Regions from separate parts of the Mus musculus genome. Here regions 2, 3, 4, 5, 6 and 7 are each linked to region 1. The links are chromatin contacts, called in public ChIA-PET, HiCAR-type and promoter capture Hi-C maps. All regions are on one chromosome and are shown on one strand. The core of a region is the stretch at or near the end of the contact, and the rest is flanking DNA. Distances in the headings are between cores, read along the strand shown.

Region 1 (4,010 bases), core at 923-3,422:
CTTAAGAGGATCCTCAGGGGATGTGTCTGCACTCTGAAATCTGAGGACCACTACCAATTCTCTCCTGAATTGTGATGTCTAAAGGTTACAGTAAATTAATGTGTTTGAAGACCTGCCATACATCCAGCTCTGATCCTGGATCAGGGCCCTCTGACCCATCCTCCGTCCTCTGTTTTCAAACTGCAGAGGGGGTGACCCTTACAAGCAGGATTCCCAGGCAAAGGATTAGTATATATGGAGCAGCAGCTCTGCCCTCCCAGAGCTCTGACAGATGGGACTCCTCTGACCCAGTTTCTGGAGGGGCCCATTGGCCCTGGAGTCTGATGTGGTCTTCTCCCTTTGACCTTCTTCCCCCACCCCTGGGTGGTAGCAGTGGCTTCCTGCTAATGGCCTCGGCTCTGAACTGCCTCAATGCAGCTCCCTCTCTGTTCTTCAGCACCTGTGTCACAGCGCCCCTGCACTAAGCTCTTCTGGTCAAACAGTAAGAGTGGGTTCTGATCACACCATTTGGAACTTAGCATTATATGCCACACACATATTACCAGGAAATCTTTGTGAATGGCCTCTCTGCTACAAAGGGAAGTTATTGCACACAGTAAACTTCTTATTTCCCACTTCTTAACAAGCTCTAGCAACCCAGAAGAAAAATCAGCCTTGAGCTATCTGTACAGCAGATGTGAATGTATTCAGAACACAAGTCCTCGGGTGTATTTTTAACACCACAACTGTCACTCCTACCAACAACAACAACCAGAACAGCTGGTATAGCAGCTATTGTTTTTGTCCAGAGGAAAGGCAGGGAGACACCTCCTGACCAATAAAACTCTGGACTCAATGCAATTTCGGAGGAGTCCACCGTCCCCACCGCGATCCTGGCCTTCACTCACCATTCCCCTCAGTCAGAGAGTCTGATCTGCCTCACACCACTACCTATCTTAAGGACCAAGCACTAGGAAAGGGCATTTCCATTAGTATCAAGGCTCCTTAAACTTGTTCCTGGGGCTGTAATTGTTATAGCTAGAATAACACAGGTGTTAGGTCCCGTGTGCTGAATGACTTGGGTACCACATAACAAATGGACCACGTCAGCACCTAAATGGCACCCCAATCCCCAACCCCGGCAAGTAACAGAGGGTGGCAGATGATCAAGCAAGAAATGGTTTTTCCAGTAAAGGGTAACTAACTGGCCTCGGAGGAAAAGCGCACTGCAGCAGGATGAGCAAGCCCGTGCCAGCCGGAACTGCCAAGGCTGCCCCACGGTGGCAACCTGCTAGCCACCACCTGTCCAGCCACCTGCCTGAGGAAGCCCTTCCAACAAGGAGGGCTCACCTCGGCAAGAAACCATACGCAGTTTTCAAGAGGAACCAGAAAGGAAAAGCAAAGGGTGCAACTTTATTCTTAGGGAAAGACAACAAAAAGGCATGTGTCTCTCTGCACTGCAACCCGAGCGGCTGGAGTTCTCCACGGAGAGAGTTCTGAGCCCAGCGGGTGAGGAGTCCCGGCTTTCCCAAGGAGGGAGGAGGGTGAAAGGGAGGAAGAGAGGGAGGGAGAGAGGGAGAAGCGGCCACTACACGCGCATCCCTTCCCTTTCGGAACATAGGGGTGAGGACCCCGCAGCGGGCTGAGCAGTGGAGGGAGAGCCTGACGCAGGTGAGTACGGGAAGCTGCACCCGGTGCTCAGACCTACAGACCCCCCAGGCCTCGGGGAGCACGCGCCTGCGGCCCCCGCAGCGGTCCCCGCAGCGGCCCCAGCAGCACGCCGGGCCTCGGTCTCCTCAGCGGCGGCGCCCACCTGCGCCCAGTCCCCGCAGACCGGTCCCCGCGGCCCCGTCCTCGCGGCCCGGTCCCCGCGGTCCGTTAAGCCGCGGCGCGCTCGGCCCCGTAGCAGCGACCGCAGGACCTCGGGCCCGGCAGGGCCTGGGCGGCCGCTCGCACACGGTCACGGGCCTCGGCAGGGACCGCGGCGTGAGGGGCGCGCGCCCGGCCGACGCCGCGGGCTCACCTTCTGCCGGATCTGGCCCGACGTGGACACCTTACGGATAAGCTTCTGCGGGGAGCCCGGCTCAGCCTCGGGTTCACTGTCGGACGACTCCTCAGGCGGCGGCGGCGGAGGTGGCTGAGGAGGACCCGGCGGAGGGGCGCCCGCCGCCGCCGCCATGCTGCCCGGCCAGCGCGCGCGCCGCGGGGGGGCGGGGCGGGGCGGGGATGGGATGGGCCCAGCGCCTGGGGCGGAGCCTGGGCGGGGCGGGGCCTAGAGGCCGGCCGCCCCACCCCACCGCGCCCCCATAGGCAGTGGGCGCAGACGTAGGCTTGCCGGGCCCTTGCTGGGTTGTTTCGGCCTGACCCATCTCTTTCCTTCTGATGTCTTCTGTCGTTTTCTTCTTGGAACACAATTTCTAGTTTTTGTCTCTGAGTACACTGTTTTATCACTCATACCCGAGTGTAAGTGATCTCTAGGAGGCCGCTGGACTATGTTGGTGAAACAGTTTACAGAGTGCGTGAAAGTACACCCAGAGGGAGAACTTCTGTTAAGGCCACTGTTAAGGAAAGATGGAGAACCGGGGAACCGTGTTGTAGGCAGAGGCTAGATCTGTGCAAAGGCCCAGAGGCAAAAAGAAAAAAGAAAGGAAGGAAGGGATTTAGAGGGGCTTAGAGGGAGGAAAATGGGACTAGGACAGGAACTGGAGAGCTTTGGGATCGAGGCTCTGAGGACCAGATACGGGATTGGCCTTTTCTGCTGAGACCTGAGGGCAGCAAGAAACCCGGTTGGAGTTGGGGGAGTAAAGAGGTAGATAAGCTGAGCCTGGCTGGGTCACAAAGCGGAGGATCTATGAAGTATTAAGGCAAATAGGCACTCTGAATTACTGGCTGGGGCTGAGAGATAGAGAAGGGAACTGAGATTCAGAAGGGAGGGATGGGGTACTAGAGAGACATAGCAGAATGAACTCTGAGCCAAAGGAGGACCCTATGCAGTTAGAAAAGGAGTGGCTTCCGTTTGGAGTTTTGTTTTTTTGTTGTTTTGTTTTGTTTGGGCATATTGAGATGGAAAAGGACTTGGGGCCAACCAGGACAATGTGCTACCTTCCTGCTCTGCTCTGCTCTAAGAGGCAAGTCAGCAGAGGACCACCTTGGCTATCCCTTCACCCTTTCAGAGGCTGCTGCTGGAGACCCACCAATCAGCAAGCTTTGGGCCTCTGGACAACTGGACAACTCATTCTAGTGGCAATACAAGTCAGATACCACCAGGAACCACAGGAGGTTCCTAATCTGGCACAAAGATGAGGCCAGGATACTGACCTCCCAACCAGTACAGAGGATGACTTTTGTGAAAAAGATCTGAGATGCCTGGATGAACCAGGACACACTCCACCTATGCTGTAGCCACTGGCTACATACAAGTACTTATATTTAAATTCCTATTAACTAGTACCAGCCTAGGCTAAAGAATGACATTTAAGAAAAGAAAAGAGAAAAAGAAAAAGAAAAAGAACCAAGCTGGGCAGTGGTGGTGCACGCCTTTAATCCCAGCACTCAGGAGCCAAAGCCAGCAGATCTCTGAGTTCAAGGCCAGCCTGATCTACAGACTCAGTTCCAGGACAGCCAGGGCTACACAGAGGAGACCCTGTCTCAAAGAAAACAAAAACAACAAAATTTCAGTTCCTCAGTGACACTAGTCAACATTTGCAGCACTGAATGGCCTCATATGGCTTGGCAGCTACCATAGTGTATGTACTTCTAACACAGACAGATTCTATAGCACTTGATAGTGACAACTGCCCATACTGAGCTCCTGTGCATGCAGGATGAAACACACAGCCCTCAGCCATACCCCACGAACCAAAAGGAAACGGAGCCCCTGCCATGGAAGTCTCAGGTATCACTCCCCTAAGGATGCTAGGGAGGCAGGATGTGAACTCAGACCAACTGATTTCCTCTGTCTGGGTACTACAGGGTTGGTCTCCCAGGAAGTCAAGGCCTGGGGGAAGTTCATAAGTAGAGCATGGGCAGAG
Region 2 (4,010 bases), core at 757-3,256, 850 kb before region 1:
ATGTGCATGCACAAACACATTACATGTGGAGGACAGAGGACAACTTTCAGAAATCTTTTCGCTCCTCCCATGTGTAGGAGCCGGGGATGGAACTCAGTAATCCATGCTTCACAGCAGACACCCACTCAGCCATTTTCACTGCCCCTCAAGTCATTTATTTTTGTCTATCTGCCCTTTTGGGGTCCCTGAATTCTTCTGTGGGAACCACCACATTTTAGGCTGGAGCCATGTCAATCCAAGTATTGGATCTGAAGCAGACGAGGCAGGCCAAAGAAATGTGTGTTCTGAACTTTTGTTGAAGTTGAACTTTTGTTGAAGGCCCTTTCCTTCTAGGTCCCAAACAAAAGGATGTGAGGCCACAGGAGTTAAAAGGATGGGCACAGAGGGAAACTGAGGACGGGTGAAGATTTGGCCTAGTGTCTAGTGGTGAGCTCCAGGATCCAGCCATGCCAGAAGAGAAAACCCTTATCCTAAACATTTTCCATGTATCCAGAACTATATTAATGTATTTATCACTTTGCCAACTCAATTTGAGATTAATTTGAGACAAATTTTTGTGCCCCTGTTTTTTTTTGGGGGGGGGGGGGAGGGGGTGCCCATTGGAAAGCATCCCAGAACCAATGCATCACTGATCTTAGGCAGGCTGTCTGCACTGAGGTCCCCTTAGCAAGTACCAGCACACAGACCTAAATTTCCTCCTCTAGCAAGCTGGACAGGTAATCTGAGTGGACCTTGCCAGCACCAACATCCATCACCAGTCCCTGGGCTTGAGTCTAGCTGGTGGAAGCCTAGACTGGCTTTTGGAGTTGTGAGAATTAAAAGATGGAATTGAACAGGTGTGATTTTTCTCACAGGCTTTAGTACAAATGAAATCATGTATTATAACAGCATTAGAAAGGAAGGTTCCTCTCTCTCTCTCTCTCTCTCTCTCTGTGTGTGTGTGTATATATATAATTTTTAAGATCACAAATGATAAGCATTTTTATTTTCTTTCCCTGGATTACATTTGCAACCTTTTCTGACCCAGAAGCCTGACCTACACAAATGTAAACCATTTTCCCCTTGGCTGTCATCTCTAGTTCCCATCATCATCAAACCTGTGTCACTCATAATCACCCCCCCCCCGACTTCCCTCCACATGCAGAAATAATATTCATTTGCTACGTTTTACAAGGTAGGATAAAACCACTGAATGGAGTCACGAAATGGAACCCAGAAAATATGTATTTGTGACTCATCACACCACCAGCTCCAAGCTAGCTAGGGTCTTCTAGTGACCTAGCTTTCCTGAAGCCTGGTCAGGTGATTTGGACCTCCCCCATCCCCTACCCTCACCCCATCCCTGGTAGGTTCTCAAGGTAGAATGACAAAGGTTGCTTTAAGACTAACCTAATCTGGGATGTCAGCAGAGTGGAGGGGGTGGGGAAGGGGTGGGGAAGCATAAAGCAAGGCTCCAAAATGGGTGTCTGAGAAAGAAATGTCTGGAGTTATCTAGGCAGGTGGGTGGTAGGTAGTCTTAACTGAGCCTCCTGGGCACACCCTAGACTTAGGGAGCATACGCATCAAGGAAGAATAGGGACCAAGACACTAGGGCACCAAAGAGCGTGAAACCACGCGGTGGAAATGGATTAGGAGTGGGCAGCAGCAGGGCTGCAGGCTCAAGGAGGTCAGCTCCTCTCCTCCGCCCTCCTGCGTCGGTGCCGCAGTCTCACCGCCCTAGCCCTCTGCAGTCGCTGCCTTTGCCCGGCCAGCTGCGGGCTAGGCCCCGGGCGGGGGTTCCGGAGCCCGGAGCTATTTTTAAAAGACGCGTCACCGGATTGGGGAGGAAGAGTCCGCGTCCAGGCCCACAGTCGGCGCGCGGCCGGCGGGAAGGGTCGCCTGGGCGAGTTTCGAACGATCGGAGCGCGCGAAAAGACGCAACCGACCGAGAAGACCCCGCCTGACCCCGGGAGACCGCGGGGCGTGGCGGGCGAGGGGCGTGGCCTGTGGGCGGGACTAGAGGGGCGGGGCCGGCGCCCTCCGGCCGCAGCAGGCTGGTGGCGGCGGCGGCGGTAGCAGCAGCGCCTAGTACTGCAGGGACAGCAAGGCAGCTACGCTAACTCGGACGCCGGGGAAGCCCGCGCCCCGCCTGCGCCTTTGCGGCGCTCCCGGGAGCCGGAGCTAGAGCAGCTCCGAGGTGCGCCGAGACCAGAGGCTGCTGCAGAGCCGCGGTGCGGGAGAGCCGCAGGTCGAGCCGGGCTACCGCGCAAGGCGCAGACATCCTACACCGCGGCGTCTGTCCGTGGCGGCTGCGCGAGAGACAAAGCCTCCGGAGAAAGATGCCCGCGGAGCACGCACCAGGCGGGCCAGGGAGCCGGCCCCTCCGAGCCTAAGCGCGCCTGGCCGTGCGCCGCGGGGACGCCGAGACCCCACCGGGTCCAGCAACGGGCGGGGCCCAGGTGCGCCCGGCCGCAGAGGGCCTGTGACTGCTCGGGGGGCGGCGCCCTCCCGCCGCAGCCGCAGTCGCAGTGGCCGGCGCCGCAGCGAGGAGCCATGGGCAACATCTCCTCCAACATCTCGGCCTTCCAGTCTCTGCACATCGTTATGCTGGGCTTGGACTCGGCCGGCAAGACTACGGTGCTCTACCGGCTCAAGTTCAACGAATTCGTGAACACTGTGCCCACTATCGGCTTCAACACCGAGAAGATCAAACTGAGCAACGGCACTGCCAAGGGCATCAGCTGCCACTTCTGGGACGTGGGCGGCCAGGAGAAGCTACGGCCGCTGTGGAAGTCCTACAGCCGCTGCACGGACGGCATCATCTACGTGGTGGATTCGGTGGACGTGGACCGGCTGGAGGAGGCCAAGACGGAGCTGCACAAGGTGACCAAGTTTGCGGAGAACCAGGGCACACCGCTCCTGGTTATCGCCAACAAGCAGGATCTGCCTAAGTCGCTGCCGGTGGCCGAGATTGAGAAGCAACTGGCGCTGCACGAGCTCATCCCGGCCACCACCTACCATGTCCAGCCGGCGTGCGCCATCATCGGCGAGGGCCTCACCGAGGGCATGGACAAGCTCTATGAGATGATCCTGAAACGCAGGAAGTCTCTCAAGCAGAAGAAGAAGCGGTAATGCGCTAGAGCAGCGATCTGGAGCAAGGCTGAGCGAGCAAGCCAGTGAGTGAATGAATGGACGTCTGGGTTGAGCGAGAACCCGCGAACAAAGACAACGAACCAAAGCGATGATTCGAATTTTTAAAACACGATCTCTGTATCCAAATACAGGACTTGGAGACTTAAGCCGGGTGTGGAGGCTGCATAGCCACCCATCTCGTCACCTGCCCCACCCCCCCACCCCAGCTCAGAGGACCTTTTGTCTATAATGCTTGAGCTACCGGTGGGATAGGGTGGGGGGGACCGGTGGGGAGTGGACGTGAGGACGCAAGGGTCCCGTGGTGTGCCCTCTGGCCCCAGGTGGGAAGCTTGGATGTCAGAGAGACAAAAGCGATTTCTTCTTGCTCCAGCAGGGCCAGAAGTTCAGACTGCCCAGCCCCCACTGCGGGGGGGAATCACGTGTGAGTTACCTGAGGTATGCAGTTCACACAGAACCCTGGGGGGGGATACCCGAAAGGGGACGGGTAGGCGCTGGAGTGTACTGATGGGAGGGTGGGGATGACCGCTCCTTTCATTCTGGAGCTATGGAAACTGAGTAATTTTATGGCACAGGGCAGGTCCCTGTTGCGATTTCATTTGTCCTACTCTGGGCCCAAAGGAGGTGGTGGTTTGAGGCCATCCAGAGGACTGCCTCGGACCATGCGGCAGCTGGAAGGCCCAGGATGCTGTGTTTCTGGACTTGGCTGGGAATGGCCTGGAAGACGCCACTTTCCAGGGGTGGGTGTGTGTGGTTTTGTTGAGAACTGCTTTTCAGCCTGGGATGAGACCTCTTCCAGATGGCCTAGGCCCTGTCCGTGTGCAGGTCATTCTCTCGTAAAGAGACCAATAAAACAAAGAACAGAAAAACCATTGGAGGTG
Region 3 (4,010 bases), core at 388-2,887, 700 kb after region 1:
ATGGTAGTTGAGTGTGTGAGTGGTGACCAGAAGAAGAGCTCCAAGGACTGACCCCAGAGGAGAGAAGCAAATAAAGGGACTGAGGACCAGGGTCCCTATCCTCCTGTGGATGCAGAGGAAAGTCCCCGGGGAAGCAGGTTTGCCTCTGTGCCTTGCTGTCGGAGTAGTCGGCTCCTTGAGACAATATCCATTTTTATATTTCTTGGAAATTTCACGGCATTCATTTCGGGGAAAATAAAAGCTGTCATTGCCGGAGAAATGATACCAATCAGGGCCTGAAAAGGCTGGAAAATTATCCTCCAGGAGATGGAATGTTGAGGGGAAAATGCAGATTAAAAGCACAAAGAGCCACTCTGCCACCGCCCTGCCCTCCCCTCCCCCCTCACGGAAACACGGCATTTTTGCGTAATTCCATCGCTCCTCAGTAGAATTAATTGGACCTGAGAAGAATGCATGGGGCAGGAGAGGACCTTAGGATGGTCAGAATGAAAGACAGTCCTGTGAGTGGGACTTAGAAATGGACAGACTGGACAGGCAGGAAAGTGGTAGAGGTGGCCACTAAAGGCTAGTGACTGGGTAGCTGACGATGAAGAACATCCGGAGGGGATGGCGACGGGATGGTGGTCGCTCTCCGCAGTCCCACCTCAACATGGGTTCTATCACATCGGTCTTCACCAATGTCTGAAACATTGCTTAGGCCAGGGCTGCAGGCTGGAGCCACAAGGTTGGGATTGCTGGGGCTGTGTGGTCCTTTGCTGGGGATACCAGAAGAGATGGGTAAGTCGAGGCAGAGAAAGCAGATTCCTGAAACAGTAGCAGTCCTTCAGAAAGCTCCCAGGTCTCTGTCACGTGTGGGCTTCACCTTGTGGGTACAGTGGAGAGGTAAAGATGATTCTGTCTCTTGGAAGGAGCGAGGTCCCCAACATTTAAAAAGCTAGTTCAGCCAACCGGAATGGGTGGAAGACTGGACAAACTCACCCTGTGTAGTCCCGTGAGGGAAGTGGAGCAAGATTCCTCCCTCTCCCCACCCTACCATCCTTTTCTAGGCCTTTCTATGTGGGTCTGGGACTTCCTGCCAATGATGTCAGGAAAACCTAAGGTTGAGGAGGCCACAGCCTCAGCCTCTACTTGCAACCTCCCCAGGAGAGCTAGGTAAAGGGTCTTGTACCAACCAGAACCCAGATGGGGCAAGCAGGAGTTAAAAGGACAAAGAAGTCTTGGTGCTGATGGCGCCTGGCAGAGTGCTGGTCCAGATACAGGCTCTTCACCTGCCCATTGGAGTCCTCCCTGGGCTGAGCTTCTGTGGGCTCGGCCCAGACTTCCCTCTGGCCTCCAGATCTCCAGCTTCAGTCCCTTTACCGCAGACTGGTAGGTGGCTCCAAGTGGCTCATCAGAAGGGACCGTGCTTCCTCCTCCCGGGACAGATCTGGACTCCGGAGTCCTGGAGCCAGAAGCTGGTGCATCACTCTCAGGAGCGTTATCTCCGCGGTCGCCATCCCCACCTCCGCACTGCTGGAGCTGACAGGTAGCCCAGAGGGAAGCAGAGAGAAGGAGGGGTGCAGGGGGCGGGAGAAGGAGGGTGGAGCCGCCGGCGCGCCCCCTCCTTCGGGGCTGGCGGGCGGCGCGGCGCGGCGGCAGAGGCGGCGGGCGCACGAAGAGAGCCGCAGCCAGCCCAGCTCCTCTCCGGCTGAGGCCGGGATTTGCTCCCGACCCCTCCCTCGGTCCTCGCCCGGCCCAGACGCGCACCTGCCGGGTAAGTGTCATTCGGGCCCGCCGCCTCCGAGGACATCATCACAGCCACCTCCGAGGCCACCGCGGCTGCCGAGCCGAGCTTCTCGGCTTTGTCTCTGTCCTCCCGGCTCTGGCTCCAGCTGCGGCTGCGGCTGCGACTCCAGGACTCGGCTCTCAAGCTCCGCTGACTGCGCCGCGCGACGCAAGAGATTGAGCTCAGGGCTGGCGCAGCAAAGGGGGTGAAACTTCTCCCAACTTTGGATTCTGGGGAGAACCTGTTGACGACAGGGATGGCCCGGGGCGTTGATGGGTGGCAAATGATGAAACCAGTCTCTGGTTTTCCATCTGGGCCGTCGGGGTTGGGGAGTCGGGTGGGGGAAAGATGGGGAATGGAGAGGGCTGCTGCTTGGGGAAGGGACTTGTGGGCTTTGGAGCCATTGAAGAGAAACAGCCAGAGGGTGGCTTGAGAGTGGTCCTGCAGACTTCCCCGAGGACGAAGTTTGGGTGTCTGGTCGCTTTTAGTTCGGAGAACTGAAGGAGGCTTCAGGGTCCGCAGAGAGGCGCCCCTGACCACACCTCCTTTCTCCGGCCTCTGCTTCCCCCTCCCCCACCTGGCTTGTCTGGAGAGGATGATGGGCAAGAAAGGCAAAGACAAGGGAAACAGGTTGTCAGTGAAGCCCCCACTTTGTGCCCGGTGCTCTTTGGTTTTGTGTCCGAGCATCCTTACTCTGTGGTGAGCTTGTGGAGACCTGGGTAGGCAGGTTAAAGGCTACTATTCCAGTAAGAGCTGCTGGCAACTGAACCCTTCTTTCTTGGTTGACGGAGTGAAGTGGGATCCTTGGTTGTGGATCACAGGTGGCCTCCATCTTCTTAAACTAACTCCCACCCTTTGTTTTCTGGGTCCCCTCACTTTCCAGGGCCTCTCTGAGCCTGCTAATGTTCCCTTCCTACAGCTGCGACCGAGGGCCATGTGGGCTCCGACCAGAAAGCCCGCAGACAGAAGCAGCCTATAATCGACCAAACAAGGGGTCTGCAGCCAAAGCCTCGGCACAATGGAGGCCCCGTATTCCATGACAGCGCACTACGACGAGTTCCAGGAAGTCAAGTATGTGAGCCGGTGTGGCACCGGGGGCGCTCGAGGGACCTCACTGCCTCCAGGCTTCCCGAGGGGCTCAGGGCGCAGTGCTAGCGGGTCCAGGTCTGGGCTGCCCCGCTGGAATCGACGCGAGGTGTGCCTGCTGTCGGGGTTGGTGTTTGCTGCCGGCCTCTGCGCCATCCTGGCGGCCATGCTGGCGCTCAAATACCTGGGCCCGGGAGCGGCGGGCGGTGGCGGAGCCTGTCCCGAGGGCTGCCCCGAGCGCAAGGCCTTTGCACGCGCCGCCCGCTTTCTGTCTGCCAACCTGGACGCCAGCATCGACCCGTGCCAGGACTTCTACTCGTTCGCGTGCGGAGGCTGGCTGCGGCGCCACGCTATCCCCGACGACAAGCTCACCTACGGCACGATCGCGGCCATCGGAGAGCAGAACGAGGAGCGTCTGCGGCGCCTGCTGGCGAGACCCACCGGAGGCCCCGGCGGCGCTGCGCAGCGCAAGGTGCGCGCCTTCTTCCGCTCGTGCCTCGACATGCGCGAGATCGAGAGGCTCGGGCCGCGGCCCATGCTCGAGGTCATCGAGGACTGCGGCGGCTGGGACCTGGGCGGCGCGGCCGATCGCCCCGGGGCGGCTCGCTGGGACCTCAACCGACTGCTGTACAAGGCACAGGGTGTGTACAGCGCGGCCGCGCTCTTCTCGCTTACAGTCAGCCTGGACGACAGGAACTCCTCGCGCTACGTCATCCGCGTGAGTGTCCCCCCCCCTCCGCCTTTCCGCCCCACGACAATCCTCGCACCCCACCTGAGACCTCCCGCATCCTTGGCCCGGCGTGCCCCCTGCTCCATCCCGCGTCCGAAGGATACGGGTTCGGACAGCTAGGGGATCAGGGAGGAGCGGGGCGCGCGCAGGGGCAGAGCGCGGGAGGAGGGCGCAAGTAATTTCCCTGGAGTAATTGCTGTGTTTAGCTGAGCTGCGGGAGCCGCAATTCCCAGCCCTCAGGCAGGTGGGGTTCGGGGAGTGGGAGCCCGCAGGCGATCGCCCTGAAAGGCTGGGGTTGGCTAAGAATTCCAGAGGTCCCAACTCCCAGTATAGCGCCCCACGGTGTCCCTACAGGTGGGGAAAGTGAAGGCGGTTGGGGAAGGAGTGAAAGGCGGGTTCTCCAGGGCATCTTCAGGCTGAACTAAGAGT
Region 4 (4,010 bases), core at 1,066-3,565, 660 kb after region 1:
GAGCGGTTGTTTTCCTCCTCCTGCTTCAGGCTAAGTGTGATCTCCTTGGCTGTATACTTGAGTGAACTGGAGAGAGCAGTGGTCATAAGTCTCTGAACAGGGCTTCTGAGGGTAGGAGGTGGTAGAGTGGGGAGGGCTAGTTGGGGAAGGCTATCATCTGAGGGGTTTCTGCTCAGCATGGGACCAAAGCCTCTGTCTGAGAGCATTTAGTTCACAGCTTCCAGTCCCTGGCTGGGTGCCCTGGCCCGAGAGACATTCAGGTGGACAAACCTGAATTTGAGGGAGCAGTTCTGCCAGTCGAAAGGGAAGTAGGTGACTGAGATGGGGCAGGAGGAGCGGAAGATGGCGGGCGGCAGCCAGGTCACATAGCCCGAGTCATAGACAAGCACATTGCAGGCATAAGAAATCTGGAACGAGCCATCATTGCTGTGGGATGGAGACCATAATCACTGTGTGTCCTGGCTGGCCAGGAACCGGCAGGACCGCAGGAGGCAGGAGAGGGTGGTGGGCAGGCAGGGCTGGAGGCGCAGGCTGGGGAGCATAAGGAAGGGAATGAGGCAGAGGGGGGCTGGGAGGGTTCCTCTCAACTTGTTCTCCAGTACAATCTCTGGTAGCCACACCATGTCAGGGGGCAGGCGCAGGACAGTGATGTTCCCGAAGTCGTTGGCATCCCACTGTAGACGGCTGTCTACCCAGGCCTAGAGGTCCAAAAAGGACATCAGAAGTGGATTCGGCCACTAACCACCCTCCCAGCGGTCCCCACTTCCCCAGGGAAGTCTAAACAAAGCCTGAGAGTTGGGACAAAAGAAATTTGGAGGAGATGGATAAAGAACTAGACTCAGGCCCGTCACAGACAGTTGTGTAGGACATACATTATACCACTAAGGGGCACAATTTCCACGCCAGACTGGCTTGTTTCTATGCCGTGAACCTCTATCAGTTCTGATATTTTGATTTGAAAAGTGACTTCCAATGCACACCAGAGGTGGTGACTCTGTGCTTTAATCCCACCTTTAGTCCCAGGGCTTGGGAGGCAGATGCAAATGAATCTCTGTGAGTTCAAGGCCAGCATGGTCTACGTCATAAGTTCTAGGTCAGCCAGGGAAACAGGGCTAGGGAACCCCATCTCAAAACAACAACAAAGCAAATCGGGACACAGCGGCAATTTTAGCACGGAGGAACCCCAGCCTTCTAGGACATGTCCTCGGAGCTAGTAGAGGCCTCAGTGGAAAAGGGCAGTTGGGTTCTCTGTAGTCAAGCTCCCCCAAAGGTGTGTCCATAGGAGCTTGTGGTCCCCAGCATAAGTGAGCACCAGGGGACCTGGAACCTTCGGCAGGGTGTCCTTACATGATCTATCCACACGTTGGTGGTGAGGGTCTCCTCCACTTCTTTCTGTAATCAAACAACAGGGTTGTAGCCAAAGGTTCCCATCTACCTTTCACCCAAACTCAGTCAGCAGAATCTAATCTGCCTGGTTCCCAGGGACCACGGCAGCTGGAAGGGCCAGGGTCTTCTAGAGCAACAGATCGAGGTGGATCAGCAGACTACGGAAGCGAAGGGCAGAGGCTGCTGATGTGAGTCCCGGGGGAGCACAGGGATAGCTTGACAGTGGCAGGCAGAGCTGATGGCTTTGGGTGGCTAAAGGCCCGTGGCACCATCTGGCACAAAGAATAGTCATGCATGTCTCCCAGAAGAGGAGCTAGCTGGTCAGGAGCCTTTGAGCAATTGTCCCTTCTTGCCATCCTCTCCCCAGCTCAGGCTATCCCACGAAGGTCTACTCACCAGGGAGATGAGGTTGGAGAGGGTGAGACTTAGGGCGACATCCACTTTGTCCTCCTTTCGAGCCACCGGCCGCAGGTCTTTGTCGTAGCCCTTCTCATTGAATAGGTGCTGGATCAGCCTTTGTTCCTCATTCAGGCCCCAACTGCCTGGGAGGGCTGGGGAGAGGGGTAGGGTGCTGGTGTTTGGACCTAGGAAGGAGCCTTCCCTGTGCTCCTGCTGGGGCAGCCCTGGGCTGGGCAGAGCAGAGGAAAGCCAGCTGCTCCCTGAGGGTGGGATGCCTAGGGTTAGAAAGGGCAGAGTGGGAGTGGGAATTAGGTATAATGTTAGGGAGGCGGTGGCCCAGGTGGGCATAGAAGGCCCCCAGGAAGGGGGTTATGTCATCCTTACCACACACAACAAGGGCAGCCAGCAGCCCCAGTGTGAGCACAGGCCCTGCCATCCCCCACCTCTGACTGACTAGGGTTTGTCTTCCCTTCAGCCTGTTGGCTGTGGAATGAGGCAAGCAAGGGGACAGGTGCTGGTGGTTTAGGGGTTTGGAAAGAAGAGGCCGGAAACGCAATCTGATACTTGAAAGCTGGTGATGAGGGGGTGGGGTTTGCCAGTTAGGGCAGGAGCCAAGGGCAGAACGAAAAGATCCCAGGCAGGGATTGTCACAGATTGTTGGTAGGGTGGGGCCTGGTGGGGTAGGGTGGCAGAGGGTGGGGGGCGAATCCTCTGTGTGTGTGTGTGTGTGTGTGTGTGTGTGTGTGTGTGTACACCTGTCACAATTGCTTCTCTCTTTCTACAGAGGGTTCTGAGGTGAAACTTCTTGTACAGCAGGCAACTGTTACCTGTTGAGCCATCTTGCTAGTGCTCCACCTGTACTTGTGTATTTTTTCCCCCATCTTTAAAAATATTACCTCTAAGCTGGGTGTGGCAGTGTATGCTTTTAATCCCAGCACTTGGGAAGAGAGGAAGGATCTCTGAGTTCAAGGCCAGCCTGGTCTACAGAATGAGTTCCAGGACTGCCAGGTTGTTACACAGAGAAGCCATGTCTCCAAAAAACCCCAAAGATTTATAAATAAATAAATAAGTAAATAAATAAAATCCATCCATCCATCCATCCATCCACCCATCCACTCAGTGTGTTTCTGCGCAGTTTGTGGCATGTGTGGAAGTCAGAGGAAACTTGAAGGAGTTAAATTTTTTTTTCCTTTCACATGGCTCGGCAGCAGGTACCTTTATTTGCTAAGCCACCTTACTGGCCCATTTCTTTTCTTTCTTTAATTTGAACTGAAGTCTCCTCACCGTTCCTGCATCTATGAGTAGCCAAAACCAAAGGGAAAGAAAAGGGGATCCACTGGGGCAAGGAGGGTCGTTTCCACACAGAGTCAGGCCTGTCCGTTGTAATGACTGTGGCTAGAAGTCAGTGGTCGGGATAGATGGCACTAAGAGTATGCTTAAGAGAATACAACCCTCAAAGGTGCCTGGGCACCGTGATCTGCTTCTATCTAATAGGAATCAGAAAGCCAGAACCGTCAGGCATGGAGGGAGGAGGCCATCTAGATGTCGGGGAGACTAGCAATGGGGTGAAGGGATGCCCATAGGGTCTGACAAGAGAGGAGCCGACTGCAGCATGCACTGGCAAGTCTGAGCCTATTCTTTGTTCTAAGCAGAAGTTTGGAGGTGGCCTCATAAAGGCTTGCTTGCTTCCAGGGAGAGGACAATACTGTCACCATTGTCTGCCAAGGTGCAGTGGTGGCTGAGCTCTTTGTACTTCATGCTGGACCTTGTCAGCTTCCTGATGGTGTCTTTGGAGCAGACATTGATCATTTTGCTCATATGTGAGGGTGCAGGGGCTCTCTTAGAGACCCAAGAGATGAACCTCAGGGCATCCTTCTTGCTGTCATTGGTCTCATAGGTTGCATCATTGAGGGCAGAGTGGCAGCCTGGTCTGGCAGGGTCTTGTCATAGGTTTGGGCCATGTCGCCTGCTGAATCTTTCTGCTCTGCTCCAGGATGGTGTCCGGGTCCTCACTCAGGCAGAGAAGCACAGCTTCTCTCTTTGCTCCCCTTGGCGCGGTTGACTTGCGTACTAAATCACTTGCACGTCACCGATCACCTTGAGGTAGCCATACCAGAAGCTACGGTTTTGAAAGGGAGAGGGGGACACGGAAAGCCACAGAAGGACTGAGGCTCTGGAGCTGCTGCTGCTGCTGAAATCCAGCTGATCTCCTCCACCTTATTTTT
Region 5 (4,010 bases), core at 542-3,041, 640 kb after region 1:
TTAGTTAAATAAATAAGTAAAAAAGAAAAAGAAAAAACTTGTCATAAGAGTTGCCCGGCCGGGCAGTGGTGACACACACCTTTAATCCCAGCACTCGGGAGGCAGAGGCAGGCGGATTTCTCTGAGTTCAAGGCCAGCCTGGTCTACAGAGTGAGTTCCAGGACAGCCAGGGCTACACAGAGAAACCCTGTCTCAGACCCCACCCCCACCCCCCAAAAACAACAACAACAAAAAAACAGTTGCCTGGTCATGGCATCTCTTCAACAGCAACAGAACAGTGACGACGACAGTGGCCAACATAACCATCCTTATTCAAGACAGGCAACCTAAAAACTATCTTCTTAGGATGCAGTTTGATTTGTTCCAATAGGAGAAGAAGGGAGGAAGGGCTGCAGGTATGAAGCTAGGTATTGCAGGGCCTATGACAGGAGACCAATGGATCTCTATCCTGCTGGACTCTGCTAATAAGCAAGGTGGAGAAGACATCAGGTCTTTTCTCAAGAAGCAGAGCTCACTCAGCCACCATGAAAACCTAAGGAAGAGCTGGCTGTACAACTGGAATCCCCATCCCAGTACTTCCTGAGTCTGCACCTCTGAACTCACTGTATTGAAAACCTGCAGCTTCACCACCTATCAGTGAGTCCACTTTCCCTTCACAGCTCATGCTCAGCATTTTACACAGTACCTCTAAGTATTGCAGAGCGTGATGTGGTCCTTCCGGTCCTAACCACTACAGAGGTGAGATCGATGGCTCAGACTGGAGGACTTTTGTACTGTCAAACAGCTGGTGGGCTTAAAACTAAAAATGTAGGCCTTTGAATGATAAACCAGATTTGATCACTACAAACCATAGAGAGGAGGGAGCACTGCAATCTACCCAGGGATACAATTCTTGTGAAACACTAACTTAAGTGGGGCTAGATGAAAACGAAAATTACTTTTAAATGCTAAAAGATTTAATCGTTAGGAGGGGAATGTTCTCACCCCCCCATCCCCCACCCCAACACATATTTCTTCTCTGTACTTCCCAACTGTTCGCTGCGGGAATTGGAGATGAATGCAGGGGTGGGCAGCCACTAAGAGTTGAAAGACAGGGACGGGGTGGGGGATGAAGGGAGGGTGGTGGTCGGGGAGGAAGCAGGAAGAATCTCAGATGAAAAGCATTCCGTACTCGAGAGGCCACAGTACTCAGCGCGGCTGCCCCATTACCTCATCGCAGCTGCCCAACTCTACGACACGGGCTCTGTTACCGTCCCCGCTTGCAGAAGACAAAATCGAGGCTCGGAAGGGAGAGGTGACCTTCCCAGGACGCCGAGCGAGTGCGGGAGGGAAGCCGCGTTCAGAGAGAAGGCAGCAAGGCTGCGGAAACACCCGAAGCGCTGAGGTCCCGCCCCTCCACGCCGCCGGCAGCCCGCACCCACCAGGGCGGGGCGTCCGAAAATCTCCTTCCGGGCGGCGCGGCCTCCCCTCCCCCGGCCCGTGCCGCGCCGGGGTCCAGCGGCTCAGGGGTCCCGGCGACCTCGGCCGCGCTCTCCCGGCCCCGTCGGGCCCGCGGGCGCAGGAAGGCTCGGGCTGCGGCGGCCCGGGAGCGAGCGGCTCGGCTGAGGGCGCGCCCGGCCCCGGCGGGAGCGGTCCCGGGGGACGGTTGGGGGAAGGGGCCCCGGGGTCGGCCACGCGCCACTCACGCGTCGAACTTGTTGTTCATCCTCTTGCCGCCGCTGTCGCCACTGCCTCACGGAGTGACTTCCGCTCTACCGGGTCCCATCGCTAAGGGCCCGGCTACTTCCGGTTGGCTGGCGAGGCGCTCAGCGGAACGTCAGTGCTCAGGCCTTGGGCGGGGCCTCTTTCCCGGACGGGTGGCCCGGGACGACAGCGCTTGTTCCGACCGGGGCTGTCTTGGTGTGGCTGCTTGCACTGAGCATTGTCTACGCAGGCTGCCGGCCATCCACTTTAACCTCCCCGTGGATTCCAGGGGGAAAATGTCAGGCATAGTAACCTTTAGTAAATGGTATTCTCTGGCAGTTGATCCTTTGCTCTTGGTGTTTGGAGAGGACGAGAGAGCACTACAAACAAACTTGCAATTCTGGCTCTTGGGAAATGGCAGCAGGAAGATCCAGACCTGCCTAACCAACATAGTGAGTTCGAGGACAGCCTGGGATACATTAAGACCTTCCCTATATATTGGGTGAAGTGGGGGGTGGGGGGAGTCGAACCAGGGTGACAAACTTACTGAGGACCGAGATGGTCTCACTCATCATTGCCTCCTCAACTGAAGTCATTGTCCCCACACTCCTAAGGACTGTCCAAAACCACATCACATACACAGGAATAAATTCCCTAGTTGGTGATGTAACTCCAGAGCTATGAGGCACGCATTTTCCTGACCCATCTGCTGAACATATTACATTGTTAGATGTTTATTTTTAATCACCAGAGAGGAGGGGTAGAAATTGATGTTCGTGCCTGTATTTACAGGTGAGGAAAGTGTCCCAGGACTGGCCCGTGGTTGTCCCCTGGTCACTCAGCAAGGTCACGCTTTTTCTCCTCAGGAAGACCTCAGGGGATCATCCTATTGCCTGGCATGTAAGGGAGGCTGAGGAAGCTCTCCTGTCACACCCAGCCCAGTGGCTTTGGGCCTAGCCTTGCAAGTACTCTGGCTTTTGAGAAGAGAGAGGACGAAAGGAATTTGCAGGGCTAGGAGTCTTTCTTACAGTGTCTGAGATTGGATCAGAGATGGAAATTTGAACCCTATAAAGGAGTGTTCTAGAGAGTTCCTCTTACTCTGGACCCCAGCTTGCTCATGTGAAATGTGGGTCAGGTGAACAGGGCCTTTTTTTTTTTTTTCCGAGACACGGTTTCTCTGTGTAGCCCTGGCTGTCCTGGAACTCACTCTGTAGACCAGGCTGGCCTCGAACTCAGAAATTCACCTGCCTCTGCCTCCCAAGTGCTGGGATTAAAGGCGTGTGCCACCACTGCCTGGCTTTGTTTGTTTTTTATTTTATTTTATTTTATTTTATTTTGAACAGTGCCTCTTGACTATCCATACTGTGAAGAATTTCTAACAATGGGGGGGGGGGAGATAGTAAAACTCAAGAAATCCTTTGTGATCAGTGGGGGTGGGAGGAAGTATTACATTAGACGAATGGGACGTACTGCTGAAGGTACACATTTGTGCTGTGGCATCTAGAAGAACCTTGCTAGTTAAAATGGGTTACACTTTTAAAAATTCTAGACCTCATAAAAGCCAAGACTCTGTACTTAGATCCCACACCCCTATCTCCATAAAAAAAAGGCTTTTTTTTTTCTATCTTGTGTATATGGGTGTTCTGTCTGTGCATATGTCTGCACTATATGCATGGGCGTTTTGCAAAGCCAGAGGAGGGTGTTGGATCGCCTGCAACTGGAGTAACAGATGCTACATGGGTGCTGGAAACCAACCCAGATCCCCGGGAAAGTAGCCAGTGTTCCTAACCACTGAACTATCTCCACCCTCACCCCCATCCTTTTTTGAGACAGGATCTCACCATGTACACTGACCTCAAACAGATGGATTTGTCTCTGCCTCCCTAGTGCTAGGACTAAAGGCCCCACCACGTCCAGTTCATGTTCTCTGCAGTTAAGAGAGTTCCCCACATCCCTTACGAACCTTCTAGAGAAAGTTCACATAGGGAAGATGTTGGAGCTGGGAAAACAGCTCAGTGGTTAAGAACACTTGCTGCTTTTATAGAGGACATGAGCAACCCACTGTCTGGTTGCTCATGACCACCTATAACTCCAACTCTAGGGTTCTGACATCCTCTGCCAACTTCCAACAGGCATGCTCACTCATGTGCACATAACCCACTCCCAATATATACATACACACATATGTACGTACATACATACATATAGTTAGAAATAATAGAAATAAATCTTACAAAATGGCAGGAGGAAATTTTCTCAGGCCTCAAAGGGTAAAACCTTGCCCAGTCAATGACATCAGGAAAGGCAGAGCTCTTAGGGCTTCAAAG
Region 6 (4,010 bases), core at 496-2,995, 590 kb after region 1:
CTGCAGACCTCGGGAGTAGTGGAAGCAGTGATCGCCATAGTGCCTTTAAATAGAACCTCCTTGGTGAGGGCAAACACATTCCAAGCACTTTAAAGACGCCCAAGCATGACCTGGCCACTTTTCCGGTCCCGGCCGAATTCTGGAAATAATATTAATAGCTTAGTGAGGCGTTTTCGGTGTACAGACTACTTCGTGGCCTTAAAAGGCAAAGGAGGGGTCAGTGAGACAGCTTAGCTGGTAAAAGCACTTGCTACCAGGTCTTATCACCTGAGTTTGATCCCAACCCCTGCGTGGTGGAGGGAGAGAACTGATTCTCACAACGTGTCCTCTGACCTCCACGAATGTGCCATGACACTTCCTCATGCATACACACTCACCGTAAATAAATACATGCGGTTTTTCGTTCTGTTTTGTTTTGAGACAATGTCACTATGCAGCCATGGCTGGCCTCGGATTCAGAGATTACCTCTGCTTCCCAAAACCAAATGTTGGGATTAGACGAGAATGTCACCACATCTCGCTTAGAAAGAAAAGTAACGGGGGAGGGAGGGGAAAAAGCAGCAAGAGTCATTACTGCTTTCCCTCTTCAAGTGGGGAAATGAGGCCAAAGAGACCTCTCACGTGACAGGCCACCTACTGGGTCTTTGCATGACCTCCTCTTCTGAGGGGTGATGAGGCTCCAGCAGCACCCTAGTGACTAGTGGCAGGCACCAGTTCCCAGCCAGAGGCATCTGCCATTCACCGGTTAGAAGAGTAACTGACTAGGCGACGCTCCCAGGAGGCTCCTGCGCCAGCCACTCCCCCCACCCCTCACCCCCCGCCCGCCCGCACTGGTCTAGGGACGCCTATGTGTCTTTCGAGTTTAAAGCAACCTTGTTCTCAGCCTTCCTTCATTTCTCGCATCCCTTACTGAAGACGTGTGTCAACTGTTTCCTTTGTTTTATAAGATAAAAGACAATCCAGCTAATTTCTCCCTTGAGGGATAAAATTAAGGCTGGCAGGTGAGGTGCGCCCCGGGCTCGCTTCCTAGAAGTTGCTCCGGGAGCAAATCTCTGGATCTGTGGGTGGAGGAGGGTGCGGGACCCGCCCTGGGGAGTAGGAGACTCAGGGAGGGGGCTTTTGAGTAGGACCCTCTGAGCTCCGCCGGGGTCAGATCCCCAGCCTGACGAGGTTCCCCATGGCGCGCAATGAACTTGATGCGCACGATCTGGCTGCACTTGGCCAGATGCTCAGTGCACTCCTGAACGCCTGCACCTCCTTCCTCACTGTCCCACTCGCTGCGCGGCCACCCCGTGCCCTGTCTCGGATCCCCCGTTCTTCGGGGGCGCAGGACGAGCGCTCACGTTTTGAACATCTTCTCCAGATCCTTCAGGAGGCGGCGGCTGAACTCCGGGAACTCGGTGTAGGGATTGAAGACCTTAGAGCGGCCCGGCCGCGCTGTACCCTGGTGGATGTCCAGCCTGCGGCTCAGCTTGAGGTTCAGTTCGGAGTCCGCGCTGGCTGTGGGCGCCCGGGCAGGCGGTTCAGGCTCCGGGTGCCCGGCTGGGGCATCGCAGGGTGCAGGCTGGGGGTCGCCCTGGTCGGTCTCTGCCCGCACCTCAAGTCTCAACCGGCGCTGCAGCTTGCAGGCCAGCTCCTCGCTGGACATGATGGCGGGTTGTGGTGATGGAACTGAGGTTCGCGATCCGGTACGGGGACAGAGAGTTGTGCGCTCTTTGCGGGCTCGTGGCTTTCTGACGCTCGGTGGAATCGCTCGGGGCCCGGCGGTTGAAAAGAACCGTGGGTAGGCGGGGCGGGCGGGGCGGAGCTGCGGCTTTAAGGAGGCGCGGGTGCAGTAGGACTATCTACTGGACAGGGGACAAGGGAGTGTCTGCGCGTCCTAGGGGTCGCGTTTGCCTAAACCTCTCATAAGCTGAGACTTGATGCTAATCCGTCCCCCAGTCCAGACATGGACCCTGAAATCAACTCTTGCTCTTGCCGCCAGAATCCGCCCTTTGGGAACTGGTGATCCCCAGGGAATTGGTTGCAAACACTGGGGAGTTAAGTCTGGCAACCGTTCAGGCAGTTCCATTCTCTTCCAAAGCGCTCCAACCAGGGAGCTCGCGGCCTAGGACCCTCTGAGATGGGAGAATTAAGCGTGCCTGGTAACACACCCACGTGTGTAGCGAGCAGTCGTCGCCCTAAGGCCCTGGAGTAGGAGATGCTCCTGGCAGTACGAAGGTGCCTTTCATATACCATTGAAATGTTTCCACAACAATCTAAAAATACTAGACATAAATAAAGTGAGAAAAATCTCCTGATTCCCGGGAAAAAAAAAGGGGGGGGGTTGTCTTGTTAAGGGACCAAATGTGGCAAGTATCTTGGCTGTATGGCTTTTTTTTTGTTTGTTTTGTTTTTTTAATGTGAGAGCCACCACTGCGGAGAGTGGGGTTAGAAAAGGCTTGAAAATAAGGCAACTTTTGAAACAGGAGATTGAAGTAAAAACAAGTAGAGCCGCCGTCATTCTCCCTAAGGAAGGATGTGGTGCAAATGAGGGTTCCCTCAGCCAAACATGGAGAAGCAGCTGTAAACACAATAGTGGCTGCACTGGGGACCAGCTTTGCTCCACTTGTTTTGGGCCACAGACTGGGGAGTGTGTGTGATGAGCCCGGTGGTGTGCACCGCTGAAAGGCATGAGTTGGTTGCCTGCACATCTTAGGGGGCCACAGGGAAAAATCAGAGCCATTGCGTGCTCTCATGAAAACGTAATTCGATTAGAATTCGAATAGCTGGGTGTTGGGGTACACGCCTATAACTCCAGCACTCAGAAGGCTTAGACAAGAGAATTCCAGGGTAGGAAGCCAGCCTGGGGTTCACAGCAAGACCCGCTGCTTCGCTGCTTCGGAACAAAGCAAACAAGAAATTAACACAAGAAATTAACGGGGGAAGGGTTAGGGGGAAGGGGGAGCTGGGGGGGGGAGCTCAGAGGGCTTAGCATAAAAGAGGCATAAAAGAGTTCAATCCCTAGCATCCACAAAGTAAAACACACCTTTTAAAAAGTGGTTCAAGAAAATAAGTCATTAAAAATAAAGGTACTTTTGGTGTGCATGGTGGCTCATATAAGCCTGTGATTCTACTTGGAAGGTTGGGGCAGGACTCCGACTCTAGCAGCTTGGACTGTATGTCTATATTTACACAGTAAGACCCTCTGCCTCAAAGATCAAACATCAAATAAAACAGTTATAAGGGGAGGGGGTAACCATGAGGGGTGAAGCTCAGTAGCAGCCCTTCAAAAACATGGGTTCAAGTTTTAAGGTGGTGTGTACGTGTGTGTGTGTGTGTGTGTGTGTGTGTGTGTGTGTGTGTGTGTGTTTCTAAAGCCATAGGGAAAAGTATGTTGTGTGACAAAACTTTTCCTGAGGAGACAAAACACACTCATCTACTCTTCCTAGATGGGGAGCCCTCAACAGACCAGGTATCACCAAAGTCCAACTTGGCAAACCAACCAGTTTTACTGGGGTCACTTACAGGAACAGAAATGACTCGAAGACAGCTGCATCACCAAAGCCCACCCCAGTGTGAGTGACAGCTCACAAAGCTGGGGACCTGGAGCACACTGCACAGCCGGTAGGGGCTCAACAGATTGGGTAGAGTTCATTCCAAGCTGGTTTCTGTTTCTTCCAGGCAGCCGGGTCTGGTCTGAGTCCTCTCTGCAGCTTTTCTCCTCTGAGAGTCGTCTTTGCAGCTCAGCATGTCTGAGTCTTGGTGCCTAGGCTCATCTGAAAGACTTCTTTGCCACTGAGTTGTTCACTCTGGCAGGAAGGTGCCAAGTGAATCTAGTCAGTTTCAGGGACTTCTTCAAGCTCTTTTGTTGTTTTTACCTCCCTCAGGATGAAATGTTTTGATCTCCAAGGAGACAGTTACAAGGAGTTTGCTGACAGCCTGAGTTCTGTCTCTAGGACCCACCCTGAAGGAGAGATATAACTGCAGAGAGGTGTCCTCTGACCCTCACACATGTCCACCATGGCAAG
Region 7 (4,010 bases), core at 847-3,346, 550 kb before region 1:
TAGCGTAAAGGCCATCTCTGTTCCGTAACTTTGCAGTTGTTTCCTGTGACATTGTGGAATGCAGAGCTCAAGGAAAGACCATGGGGACTCAAATGATGGGGAAGAGCAAAAGTGGCTCAGGAACAGGCAGGCATGGGGTGGGCAACACAGAGACAGCTAAGTGCCACACTAAGCATCTGCTAGGATCACATCTGTGAGTGGCTAATCTTTAGGTGCCCGGGATCAGGCCCATATGACTATACCAAGATGGCCACATGTCAGATTATGTTGTGTCGGCCGTGGCTCACTGGTTACCTGTCCACAGTGTCCCAGGTTACTTCTCTCTGAATCTGTCCTTGTGCTCCTATTCAATGAACTGTTTCGTTCTGTAGTGAGCAATGGCTAAATTAAAAATGATGTAAACTATAGATCTGCAAGTTTGGCAAGGAGCTATGGGTTCTACAACATTCTAAGAAGATTGCATTCGGTGCCAACGGAATGTGGCCTAGGTGCTGGCATGAGCAGGGTGGGAGGGAGAGGCAGCGTCATTCTGATGAGGCTTTCTTCTAGAAGCAGCTTGACCTTTGGCTAGCAGCTGCCTACACCTGCCTCTAAGTGCCTCCCCACCAGCGTGCTCAGTGTGAACCCTGACAGTCAGGTGCTGGGTGGGGCTGGCAGCTCACTCTAGCTCAGTCTACACCTTCACAACCCAGTTATCCAGCTAGAAAAGGCAACCAAAGCAATGAAATTTGCTTTGCATTTGGGAGAAAGAAAACTTGGAACCAGTGTCTGCAAAAGGGGACCAAAGGGACATGTTTTACATGCAGTTGAGCTGGGAGAATGAAGTGTGTATGCTGTTGAGGAGCAGAGGAGCAGCTGAGTGTGAGAGGAGCAGCTGAGTATGAGAGGAGTAGCTGAGTGTAAGTAAGAGGTGGTAGCCTAGAATAGGGTGGAAAAGGGAGCAGCCAGTAGGAGCGGCCATGTGGCCTCTGTGTGGAGGTAGTGGCTGCTGACCACAAGGCTCTACTCATGTCTCCATGAGCTTGTCAGTCCTATTTCTTCTTCATGTCTGTCCCTACCTCCCTGTTAGCCCAGTTAAGCCTATAAGAAGACAGAGAGACTCCTCAGGGAGCAGGAAGGAGAAAGGCCTCTCTATGATCCTGTTCTGCTTCCCCCTCACTTTGGCCACAGTGAGTCACAGCAAGCCCGAGATAATGTCTCTTTCCCAAGTTCTCTAGGTGATCGGGAAACAGCACTATCAAGTCCACCAGAGTGGGTGGGTTTCATGGACTCAGAAGCCAGCGTTTCTTTCCTATAAACACTGGTAGCCCAATGCTGAGTGGGGAGAGAGTCTCTTTCTCATTAGGCAGCACCTCCCAATCAAACAGCATCACAAGGACTTCTGGGATCTTCACCCCAAACCAGGACACACACAGAGAAAAGCCGAGGTCAGAGGGAAAACACAGAGGGAAGAATCAGATGTCCCAGGAAGCTTTGACAGCCTCGGGACAACAACAACAACAAAATGTAATTAAATCTCTTCTCAGTCCAAAAAGTCAGCATGGAAGAGGACAGACTGTGATCATTGTAAACAGAAGAATAATCTACTCAACAAAGTAGGTGAAGTCAAGACGGGGGCGGGGGTGGTAAAAAAATGGCTCAGGGAGGTATCTCCATTCACTTACTCTCTTCAAGGAGCTCCGGGTCGCCCGAAACAGGTAAGGACTCAGGGACTGCGAGTTCACCTTTGCCACTGAGGCACTGAGAGCTTCCTGCAGAGAGGAAGGGTCGTAGTCGTACACCGGGAAACCTAGACAGCAAACACACAGGCCACAGTGAGAGAGAGATGAGGCACCGAGAGGGCTGTGATCACCTAGGGCAGGTGGCCAGCGGTGGCATGTGTCCTTTACCTGTGGCACACCAGTAGTGCATGCCCAGCACCAACAAAGCCAGCGTCTTCAGCATTGCCTGCTCCATACTGAGAGGATGGCGACCCAGAGTCAGGGAGACGGCCTCTCTCCAGGCTTCTGGATGACAGCTCTTTCAGAGGGTGGCTGTCTTATTCTTGTCACCTGTGACCTAGCTGCCCTGGCTGGCTGGAGCAATCTGGAACCTCAGTAGAGATGATTGATTCCGGTGTCAATATTTACTGCTGACTTTTCCTGTGGAAAAATTCCAGACTGAGGCCACTTTTGAAGTTTGGACCTCTCCGAGGGACTTTATCCCACAGCAGGAGACATTCAGAGAGGCTTGGGTCTCCCTGTATAATGTTTATCTTCTCTCTTTGCATTTTGTTCTTTGGGGGAGGGGACATAATTGTGGACTCAACAAAACGGTGACTTTAAAGCTTGTGCATCTAGTCCTTTCCCAGGTCCTCAAAATCCTTCACCCTCCACCTCTCAATGCCAGAGTCCTCCCTTCCTAGAGACTGCACTCACGCGGAGTGATTTTCCTGTTGGCTTAGCTCTGCCTGCCACCTCCACTACAGAGGCCATGGTTCAGAAACCACAATGGCCGTGTTTGTGATAGGGAGAGTAATGAAGCATGCAGCGGATGAGTGAGTGTATGAGTGCACCAGGTCTCACTCAACTGTCTTTCAGGTCTTTCATTTGAAGCTGGCGCTAACTTCTGGTGTATAACAAGTACCCAGAGCGTAATACCACAAGACAATGACCACTGGAATTTGTAATTCCGTTACTTTTAACCTGGTTTGAACTCAATTCCATTAGAGTCTTCCAGATTGAACTAATGTCACCATCTGGCTCCAAACGCTCTGGACTCATTAAATGAACTGCAGTAATAAAAGCAATTGCAGATGAGCGGAGGAGATGAAGGGAACAACAGCATCCTGTTGCCAGCACTGAGCTATTGATTTTGCTTGACGTTTGCTGGGGTGAGGGAGGGGGGGACCACTGCATTTCTCAGATTCTCTTGGCTATAATTAAGTGTTAGCACCAGGCGTGCAGGGTGGGCTCTGATGGAAGCTAGAAAGCAATGACTTTTAAAATGCCCCTGCAGAATTCCATCATGTCTTGTAAACCCAGAAGATTAAATATAAGCCATCCAGTCACGCTCATGCTATGGTGATTTCTTGTTCTTCCTCCGGTTTGCAGAAATGTGTGCCTCCATCATCCCAGTGATTTTCTGCTATTCCAGCCCCCAAATACTCGGTCAAAGTATTCAAAATTGGGTGGCAGTAAGTGAAGCATTGTATAGCCCTGCACACAGTCCCTGGAAATTTATATAAAGTACATCACAGACCATTTAACAGGAGTACCTGGGAACACACTGAGCAAGAACCGATGGGCTATGGCTGCATCGTAAATGAAGATGCATTACTTTCCAAGGTCATTTCCTCTTTCTCATCCTCCCCATCATATTATTTGCACTGGGGTGGGATCACTAAATTTAGAACAAATGTAAAAATGGAATCTTCAACTGATCCCTAAACCACGAACTTCACAGCTGCCTTCTGATTTCTTATAGCATCACGATTGCTAAACTGAGCTCCGTCACTAAGAGTCTGCTTTCTGTCCTCATCTCAGTATTTCTGGGTTCTGGAAACGTCAGTGGTGCCATCAGAATAGGCATCATGCAAAGACCCCAGATAGCTTCAGCACCACCTAGGACTTTCACTGAAAATGTGTACCTTCCAGACCCACCCAGAAGGACCCAACAGAGACTCCAGAGAGAGGACCAGTTGCCTTTATTTGACAAACCCTTCTCCCACCTCTCTTTCTCTCTCCCCCTTCCTCTTCCTCTCCCCCTCTCCTCCTCCTCTCCCTCTCTCTCCATGTGATTCAGATCCACACCCATGCCTGAGAAATGAGAATACATACAGAACAGAGATTCTCAGCCAGGGAACTTTGCCCCTGTGAGTGTTATGGCTTGAATATGAAATGCGGCTCCCCACCCCACCACTCCGTCCCACTGCCATAGACCCTTGGTGATGCTATTTGTTTTGGGAGGCAGGGCCTGCACAAAGGAAGTGTCTCAAAGGTGGTGGACCCCCAAGGAATACTTCCTTTTTA

The links. Promoter capture Hi-C pulls out the DNA fragments that hold promoters and counts their contacts. ChIA-PET counts read pairs in DNA pulled down with a chosen protein or histone mark. HiCAR-type assays count read pairs that join an accessible place to other places. Capture Hi-C pulls out chosen DNA fragments and counts their contacts.
Region 2: a contact with region 1 is called in a promoter capture Hi-C map of liver, with 5 times the contacts expected there. The contact joins the promoter of Arl4c here to the promoter of Dgkd in region 1. A contact is called at or near these places in 1 of 39 promoter capture datasets (embryonic stem cells), 1 of 484 Hi-C or Micro-C datasets (embryonic stem cells), 5 of 115 datasets of contacts at active chromatin or transcription factors (bone marrow-derived dendritic cells, embryonic forebrain, memory CD8 T cells and 2 more) and 2 of 9 other capture datasets (adipose tissue and liver).
Region 3: a contact with region 1 is called in a promoter capture Hi-C map of embryonic stem cells, with 4 times the contacts expected there. The contact joins the promoter of Ecel1 here to the promoter of Dgkd in region 1. A contact is called at or near these places in 2 of 39 promoter capture datasets (embryonic stem cells and stem cell-derived epiblast-like cells) and 2 of 115 datasets of contacts at active chromatin or transcription factors (both in embryonic stem cells).
Region 4: a promoter capture Hi-C map of embryonic stem cells shows a contact between it and region 1, with 4 times the contacts expected there. The contact joins the promoter of Chrnd here to the promoter of Dgkd in region 1. A contact is called at or near these places in 3 of 39 promoter capture datasets (cranial neural crest, embryonic stem cells and liver), 2 of 115 datasets of contacts at active chromatin or transcription factors (pancreatic cancer cells and stem cell-derived neural progenitor cells) and 1 of 9 other capture datasets (adipose tissue).
Region 5: an RNA polymerase II ChIA-PET map of memory CD8 T cells shows a contact between it and region 1, with 20 read pairs. The contact joins the promoter of Eif4e2 here to the promoter of Dgkd in region 1. A contact is called at or near these places in 5 of 39 promoter capture datasets (cranial neural crest, embryonic stem cells, liver and 1 more), 3 of 484 Hi-C or Micro-C datasets (the G1E-ER4 cell line and embryonic stem cells), 7 of 115 datasets of contacts at active chromatin or transcription factors (the 230-238 cell line, embryonic forebrain, extraembryonic endoderm stem cells and 4 more) and 2 of 9 other capture datasets (adipose tissue and macrophages).
Region 6: a contact with region 1 is called in a HiCAR-type map of astrocytes, with 2.9 times the contacts expected there. The contact joins the promoter of Efhd1 here to the promoter of Dgkd in region 1. A contact is called at or near these places in 1 of 39 promoter capture datasets (embryonic stem cells), 4 of 115 datasets of contacts at active chromatin or transcription factors (astrocytes, embryonic forebrain, pancreatic cancer cells and 1 more) and 1 of 9 other capture datasets (liver).
Region 7: a contact with region 1 is called in a promoter capture Hi-C map of liver, with 3 times the contacts expected there. The contact joins the promoter of Spp2 here to the promoter of Dgkd in region 1. A contact is called at or near these places in 2 of 39 promoter capture datasets (both in liver).

What each region holds. Positions count from the first base shown.
Region 1 is chr1:87,851,449-87,855,458 of GRCm38.p6, reverse strand. Dgkd (diacylglycerol kinase, delta) reads right to left here and starts at 2,172. Exons shown (of 30, transcript NM_177646.3): 1 at 2,003-2,172. The coding sequence starts at 2,158. Gm19582 (predicted gene, 19582) reads left to right here and starts at 1,160. Exons shown (of 2, transcript NR_136921.1): 1 at 1,160-1,488; 2 at 1,601-2,112.
Region 2 is chr1:88,700,187-88,704,196 of GRCm38.p6, reverse strand. Arl4c (ADP-ribosylation factor-like 4C) reads left to right here and starts at 2,006. Exons shown (of 1, transcript NM_177305.4): 1 at 2,006-4,010. The coding sequence starts at 2,533. The coding sequence ends at 3,111.
Region 3 is chr1:87,153,763-87,157,772 of GRCm38.p6, reverse strand. It overlaps Ecel1 (endothelin converting enzyme-like 1), which reads left to right and starts at 1,637. Exons shown (of 18, transcript NM_001277925.1): 1 at 1,637-1,753; 2 at 2,685-3,569. The coding sequence starts at 2,784. All of the region lies in intron 3 of Gm33292 (a long non-coding RNA gene), which reads right to left.
Region 4 is chr1:87,188,902-87,192,911 of GRCm38.p6, reverse strand. Chrnd (cholinergic receptor, nicotinic, delta polypeptide) reads right to left here and starts at 2,315. Exons shown (of 12, transcript NM_021600.3): 1 at 2,170-2,315; 2 at 1,783-1,937; 3 at 1,348-1,392; 4 at 589-698; 5 at 271-426; 6 at 1-66. The coding sequence starts at 2,221.
Region 5 is chr1:87,211,695-87,215,704 of GRCm38.p6, reverse strand. It overlaps Eif4e2 (eukaryotic translation initiation factor 4E member 2), which reads right to left and starts at 1,791. Exons shown (of 7, transcript NM_001039170.1): 1 at 1,686-1,791. The coding sequence starts at 1,705. Chrng (cholinergic receptor, nicotinic, gamma polypeptide) reads right to left here. Exons shown (of 12, transcript NM_009604.3): 12 at 3,870-4,010.
Region 6 is chr1:87,262,088-87,266,097 of GRCm38.p6, reverse strand. It overlaps Efhd1 (EF hand domain containing 1), which reads right to left and starts at 1,745. Exons shown (of 4, transcript NM_028889.3): 1 at 1,344-1,745. The coding sequence starts at 1,648.
Region 7 is chr1:88,405,096-88,409,105 of GRCm38.p6, reverse strand. Spp2 (secreted phosphoprotein 2) reads right to left here and starts at 2,096. Exons shown (of 8, transcript NM_029269.3): 1 at 1,890-2,096; 2 at 1,665-1,789. The coding sequence starts at 1,956.